2 separate regions of the Anser cygnoides genome follow, and region 1 is linked to region 2. A link is a contact called in public Hi-C data. All regions are on one chromosome and are shown on one strand. Each heading gives the region's core, a stretch centred on a gene start, on an enhancer-like site or on the middle of the called end of the contact. The rest is flanking DNA. Distances are from core to core; before and after follow the strand shown. Region 1 holds the start of FOXF1 (forkhead box F1). Region 2 has its middle 65 kb from the start of IRF8.

Region 1 (3,630 bases), core at 1,124-3,623, 160 kb before region 2:
GCTGTGCACGGCAGATAACCACCGGCTCGGTGGCGGAGCGGGGACCGAGGCGGGAGCCCGGCGGGACCCCGCAGACGGCCGCTGTCCCCGCCACGGCCCGGCTCGGCTCGGCTCGGCGCTGTGCCCGGGCCAGGCCTCGCTGTCCTCCCTCCAGCGCCTTTCCGCCCTTCCCTCGGCGCTCCTGCCCCGCTGCCGCTGTTTTACACCCTGGCCGCGGGGTTTTTCTCGCTCCCCCGAAGGCGCGGGGATGCTGCGCAGCCCCCAGCCCCGCTCCCCGCACCCCGACAGCCTCCCCGAGGGGACTTTGGGCCTCCGCACGAAGGCCAGCCCCGGCCTCCACGGCCCTCCGCAGGCCTCCGTGGTCCAGCAGAGGCCGAAAACACGACACCCCCCCCCCTCCGGGCCAGGGCAAAGCCTCCTCCGGGCAGCAGCAGCGGGGCTGCGGGGGGGCCGAGGCCGGGCCGAGGCTGCGGGGCGCGGGGAGCCCCAGCCTCCGACTTCCGCATGGGCGGAGGAGCGGAGGCCGGAGGGAGGCGGCGGGCCTGGAAAACACAGCCCCGAGGAAAACACAGCCCCGGCAGGAGCGGGTCGCGGGGGCGGTGGGGGCCGGAGTCGGGAGGAACCGGGTGGCGGGCACCCCGGTGGGGAAATCCCCCCCATTTCTCCCTCCGACGTCGCTGGGAGCCTCCGGAGCCCTCGATAACCCTAACCCTAAGGCCTCGATAGAGGTTGAAGACCGGAGCCGAGCTCCCCGTCAGTCGCTGTGGGGCTGCCGGCACCCCTTCGTCCTCCCCCCTCGCCCCTTCCCTGCCCCGTCCCCACCGCTCTGCCCTCTCCTACCTATTCGCTCCGAGCCCCGGCACCCCCGGCACCCATCCCGGGCCTCACCTTCCCGCAGCCCCGCTCCTGCCCGAGCCCACCAGTCCTAGGCCCGGGGCAGCCCCCGGGGGAGCGGAGCCCGGGGCTCGGCGGCTCCCGGCCCCGCAGCAGCGACGGGGCGAACCCCGACGGCACGAACCGCCCGGGCAGCATCACCGTGGAGCCGGCCGGTTCCCCCGGGAAAGGAGGCGAGGAGCGAGGGCACGGCGGCCTCTCCCGCGGCGGGGGGATGCCTAAAAACGGTCCCCGACCCCCTTCCCTCCCCCAGCTCCGCCGGCAGCCCCCGGCCGAGCCGTCGCGGCGGGCTCGGGGCTCTCCCCACGCGTGTCCGCGCCTCACCTTGCAGCTCGGCGGTGTTGTGGCTGTTCTGGTGCAGGTAGGACTGGTCGAGGGAGTGCGTGGAAAGGCTGGAGGAGAGCGGGTTGGCCGTGGGGTTGCAGGGCGACAGCGGCTGCTGCTTGATGTAGGAAGCTCCCGTGTTCAAGGCGGCCGAAGCGGAGGGAGCCCAAGCCGAGGCCGAGCTGGAGTAGACCGAGTGCGGCTCCATCACGCCGCCGCCGGCGAGCAGCGGGGAGGCGGGCACGGAGCCGTCGTGGTGCGGGTATTCCCCCGCCGAGGAGCCGGTGCAGCCGCCCATGTAGGAGTGCCCGCCGTTAGCGGGCAGGTGGGGCACTGAGTGGCCGGCCAGCCCCATCCCGTCCACGTTGCCGGCCAAGTGGCCGTTCATCATGCCCAAGCCCCCCTCGAGGGAGAGGCTGTTGGGGGGGCACGAGAGCCCTCCGGCCGAGCCCTGGAAGCTGTAGCTGTCGGGGAGGTGGTTGAAGCTGAGCCCGTTCATCATGCTGTACATGGGTTTCAGCGCCTGGCATTTCCTCCTGAAGCCTCGGGGCCGGCGGCGGAACGAGCCCTCCTCGAACATGAACTCGCTGGCGGGGTCGATGGTCCAGTAGTGGCCCTTGCCCGGGCGGCCCAGCCCTTTGGGCAGCTTGATGAAGCACTCGTTGAGCGAGAGGTTGTGGCGCACCGAGTTTTTCCAGCCCTGGTAGGAGCCGCGGAAGAAAGGGAAGCGGCTCTGCAAGAACTGGTAGATCTCGCTCAGGGTCAGCCGCTTGGAGGGCGAGCTCTGGATGGCCATGACGATGAGGGCGATGTAGGAATAGGGCGGCTTCTCCGGCCGCCGGATCCCCGCGTTCGTTTTCTTCGCTTTAGGGCCGCCGCCGCCGCCCGCCGCTCCGCCGCTGCCCGCAGCGCTGCCGGCCGGCCCGGGGGGGGCCCCGGGGGCGGCGTCCATGGCCGAGCTCTGCGGCTGCTTCTCGGCCACGGAGGACATGGGGCCGTAGCTGCTGTGCGCCGGAGGAGGAGGGGGCTGAGAGGACAGAGCCTGCTGCGCTTCTGCAGTCATCTACGGCCAGGTCCGCGGCGGCCAGCCCCGGCCCTCCTCCGCCACCCCCCCCCGCGCACCCCCCCAAAAGGCCACGCTGCTGGGGGCTCGCCGCGACGGCCCCCCCCCCCCCCTTCCCTGTGCCCCCCTTCCTCCTCCTCCTCCTCCTCCTCCTCCCGGCGGGGTTTGTTTCCACCGGGAGACTTCACCCCTCGGCGGCTAAACAAATGGCAGCGACCCCCCCCCCCCCCCCTTTTCCCTCCTCCTCCCACTTTATCCCTAAATCCGAGCCCGGCGAGCGAGAGGCGGAGGGCTGGGGGGGAGGCAGCCGGGGCGGGGGGGGGGGGGGGGGGGGAGAAAGAAGCCGGGCTCGGTGCTCGGAGGGAGAAGCCGCCCCCTCCGCTGCCCCCCGGGCTGCCACCGCCGCCGTCCGCGTCCCGCCGGGCCCCCCCCCCCCCGTTTAGCTGGGCCGGTGCCTCGGGGAGCTGCTTCCCATCGCCGTGCCTGCCGAGTCTGCCCCCGGCCCCGCCGCTCGCCTTTTACTTTTTATCTCTCGCCGCGGCCGTCTGCCGCTCCTTGACAGACGTAAGAGCGCCCCAGCATCTCCCCGCCCCGAGCGGCTCCCCCACGCCCTCCCGGGCGGCCCCCTCGGCCCTGTCCCGGCCCCCCTCCGCCGCCCGCTCCCCGCCGGGGGGCAGCTTTTAAAGAGCCCTTTCCGCGCCGCCCCTGCCGCATCCCCGCCTGCACAGCGGGGGGGGGGGGGCTTTGCCACGCGTGACCGCGGCCGTGCGTGGGGGGTCCCCCTTTGCAGCCCCCCCCGCCCTGCCCCATTTCCACCCCCCCCCCCCAAATTCCCACCGTCACCATCACCCCCCACCACCACCACCAAGAGCCTCCTCTGCTGGAAACCACGGGGGGGAGTGGGAAGGGCCCCACGCGTGTCGCGGGGAAAGGGGCCGGGACGCGGCAGGCCGGGCCCGCGGGGGCAGCGCGCAACTTCCGCGGGGCGCGCAGGGAAGCGGCGGCCGCTCCCCGGGGGCTCGGCGCAGCGCGGAGCTTCACCCACTTTAAACCCCCTCTTCGTGCGCTCTTTTAAGCTCGGCGGGCCCGGGCAGGATGTTTATACTGCGCAATGTAAACACGGGCTCGGGGGTGCTTTAATAAAAAGAAATCGGCGAAAAGTCCCCGCTGCCGCGCGAAATGCCCTTCCCTGCCTCCGCCGCCGGTCCCGGGATGGGAAAGGGCTTCGGCCCCCTCGCCCTCTCCGAGGTTTCTTTAGGGTTGGGTTGTTTGGGGTTGTTTTTCTCTCTTTTTTTTTTTTTTTTTTTTTTTTGGGGGGGGGGGGGGATGTTGTGTATAAATCTGTGCTG
Region 2 (3,630 bases), core at 129-2,628:
GGGAAAATACGCTACCCGCGATGCTCCCCTCTTTCAGAGTTTGTTTTCACTATTTGAAATATCACCATCACAATATCACTTTAATTACAGAACTCATAGCTATTTGCTCAGGGATTCACCAAAATAAAGGCATAGCCTTCTCTGCATAGCCTTCACTCAACCTAAAGCCGCACTCAGCAAAAGTGCAGAGGTAGGCACAGCCGTTGGTTTCAGTGCTCGGTGCCAGCAGTTCAGTGCCACTGTCAACCAGCATCAAAAGAAAACGAAAGAAAAACCCCAAATCTTCGAGGATATCCACCTGGTAAGCATAACACATGGCCTGGGGCCACCGGGGCTCAGGGCAGCCAGAGCAGGAGTTGGTGGGAAATGCCCCACGGAGCTCATGAGCCCATCAGCGTGGGCTCACATTTCCCATCGTCTCAGTTTTCCAACCAAAACCAGGTCTTATTCTACCCACAGCAGGGTTAGGGGGGTATTGCAAGGCAGGGAGCATCAGGGCGGCGTGAGCAGCCGCCGAAAGCTGGTTCCCCTGGGGGTCATTACACCCCCACAGCACCTGATAGCTCCGAGGGAGCTTCAAGTGCCCTTTCAGCACACCCCGTCTCCACCAACACCTCCATCCCAAGGCACTCTTTTATCAGGTCTCCTTGCTTTTATTTCAAATACGGTGGTTTTTTTCTACACCCCTTCTTCCCTCCCTCCTTTTTAGGAACCAATAATTACTTTTTATCTCATTTTCAAGAAACACACCTGAGCTTTCCAGAAAATTGCTGATAAATATCATTTCTAGGGATTTTTTTTTTTTTTTTTGAGGGGGGCTGGCGCTTTTATCTGAGTTTTACTTTTTGGCAGGAAAAAAAAATTGCTGCTGCCCCCAGCTGGAGCTCTTTGGGAATAGCATGGAAGAGTTGCATCCCACCGGGCACGCTTACAGTTTTTCATCCCTGCTCGTCGTAGTTAGCTGAAAACAAAGTGAAAACTGGCTTGCTTCTTGGAGGCACGGAGCAAAAGTCTTTGAGATCTGATGGATTTTGCTTCAGCTGGCTCCCTCGGTGCCAGTAACTTAGCCCGGAGATAAACAAATAAAATACAACCCCAGACGTAATTTCACCAGTTAAAACGGGAGCTCTGAGCGAGGGAAAGTTTAGAGGGTCAAAAGCGCCCTGAGGAATTCCCTCTTGTGCATGATCTTTAAGCGAAACTTATCGAATTTGGAGAAATAGGATAAATAAAACGCAGGGTTGTCTCTACTGTGATGAATTTATCTACTAAAGGGGGAGAGCTGTGAATTTGAGAGCGCTCAGAAATCTCGCTGGGGGTGGCAGAGGCTGACGTTGCTTTTCCTGGAGCTCGGTGAGAGCTTTCTGGGCTCCCCAAGCACCGCAGGGCAGCACCTTGCTCCCAGCTGCAGCCAGCGGTGCCCCAAAAACCCAGCATTTCTCCCAAGGCGTGAAGCTCAGCTCAATTTTCTGGGACGGATTTACGACGAGGGGGGAGCGTTGCTTCATGCTGCATGCGGGACGGGCACGGCAGCCCCTCCACAAGCCCACCCGACACCCAGGCCGGGTGATTTATGCCCCGAGCAGCCGAGGTTCCAGATTAATGCCCCAGCTAGTTTGCAGCAATGCCACTCAAGATAATTTTTGATTTAATCCATGCCACATGAGGCAGTGGCGGAGCTGACCCTTGGCTTTTAACCCAAAGACCTTTGCTGTTCTGGCTGAAGGAACTACTGTCTGTCCCCTGATAACCCCCGTGACACGGCTCAGCTGGGTTTAATATTGCCTGCTGTTGTTTATTGATAAAGGGGCAGAATCTGCGGGTCACGTTAGCAGCTAGGCGAGAGCACCCGTGTGATGCACGGTGCCTAACCCAGCCCCAGGCGCTGCGATTTGGGGACGGGGGGGGACATGGGGACGTCGCCACCAGCAGGTTCCTCACTGGGACAATTCCTACCTGTGGTGACAGCGGGGAGGAGGAGGAGACCCTCAGATCCCAACCATGGGCACTGAAGCAGATTTAGGGGCTCCAGCTTCTCCTGCTCTCTCCTGTCCCCTGAGGCTCTTAAAACAGCTTGTCTCCAGAAGTATCCCTGTGTCTCAAAACCCTCTCCTGAACCACAGCGGGCATGGATCTTATCTGGCTCCATCCCACACTGCCACAGACCAGGGTTTGCTGGGCTGGAAGGCAAAGTAACAGCCTCTGTTTTAAATCTGCTTCTTTTCCTGCCAGCTTGAAGCGAATTTGGCTTTTCCAAGCCAGAAACGTCACTGCCTGCTGCACCAGGAGGGTTTGCAGCCCAGCTGCGGGCAAGCTCCCTCACGTGCCTTGCACTTGACTTTCCCCAAGGCTTCATGAATTAACGCCTGCTTGTAAGTATTCCTAAGGAAAACCACAGCCCTGGGAGCCTGGTTCCTGCCCCGTAACACCTCACTCAGAACCACCTCGGGTGTCAAACCTCAGCATCGCAGGGAGCCTTAGCATGGGAGAAAAGAGAACAAAACCAAAAAAAAAAAAAACTAACTGATGCTCAGAAAGACCAGGAATCCGCCAAGAAAGAAAGGGGCTGCCCGGGGGAGCAGGCTGATGGATGGGAGAGAAGAATTCGGGTGTCACCCACCCCTCGCCTCAGCAGAATTTATGGCTCCCCTTCCCCAAAGCCCCCCGGTGATGGATTTGGGTGAGCAGCCCTGCTCCCCGCGGGAACCAGGAGCCTGCAGAGCGCCGGCAGTGTGTGGGGGATGGATGCGGCCCCCGATAACAGGCCCGGCTTTATCTCCAGCAGAATTTTAGGCTAATCTGGGCTTTTAGAGAGAAATGTGTTTGGCAGAAGCCTGGACGAGCACGCAGGTGGCTGCAGGGAGGGATGCTCGGTGGGTTTCGGGGGGGCTGGAGCATCGGGGGGGGGGGTCCCTGCAGGTCGCGGGGAGGGCAGGCAGAGGAAGGGCTGCATTTTGGCCATCTCTGCTGTACCTGGCGTGCAGATAATGCTGGACAGGAGACATCTGTGCATGGGGCTGTCAGTCCATCCCCGCCCGGCAGGTTGGCAGGCAGGAGATAAGCTGCTGACAGCCTTTAAAAGGGAGCACATGCAAAGCTTTCCAAACGTCGGGTTGAAAAAAACACGGTCTTTATTGAGCCGGAGGGTCCTGGGTGACAGCTTTCCATGCTTGAGGACCTTCATGCTGCCCTGCTCTTCCTCCTCAGAAAATCCTTACCTTGGGCAATGAGATTGCAGCCCCCCATCAGTGCTTCCAGCAGCCCCACGTCCTGAGCACCACCGGGGTGGTTTGAGGCTCTCTCCCCGTTCCTCCCCACCCCACCCATCCTAGCTCAGCCAAAACCTAAAGGAGAAGGAGAGAGGAATGAAAGTGATAAAAAATTGCTATAAAAATGTTAATATCCATAAATCAAGCCTACAGATTCAGCACTTCAGTTCGCCTTTCCCTTGCAAAGACGACACTTAACAGTCAAGCAGGAAAACAGCTTGCAATCTCAGCTGTCCTGCTTGCGATCAATAAGATCAGCAATTAATTCTGGAAACAAACAGGCAGAGCTACACTTAAAGCAGGCAGGCAAGAAGCTTTCCAGGATTAAACAATAAAACGAGCCTGAACTCAGTTACAGAAG

Evidence for each region. A called contact is a pair of places that touch in the nucleus more often than the background predicts.
Region 1: a Hi-C map of liver shows a contact between it and region 2, with 4 times the contacts expected there. The contact joins the promoter of FOXF1 here to the enhancer-like site in region 2. A contact is called at or near these places in 4 of 7 Hi-C or Micro-C datasets (fetal liver, granulosa cells and liver).

What each region holds. Positions count from the first base shown.
Region 1 is chr12:3,080,413-3,084,042 of Taihu_goose_T2T_genome, reverse strand. It overlaps FOXF1 (forkhead box F1), which reads right to left and starts at 2,373. Exons shown (of 2, transcript XM_048075143.2): 1 at 1,219-2,373. The coding sequence starts at 2,281.
Region 2 is chr12:2,917,274-2,920,903 of Taihu_goose_T2T_genome, reverse strand. No RefSeq gene overlaps it. Among named protein-coding and RNA genes, the nearest start is that of IRF8, 65 kb to the right of the region's middle. Within about 2 kb of position 1,378, at least 1 of the 3 cell types and tissues checked has open chromatin away from gene starts, as enhancers often do. A contact at or near this core is called in liver, where this site is marked.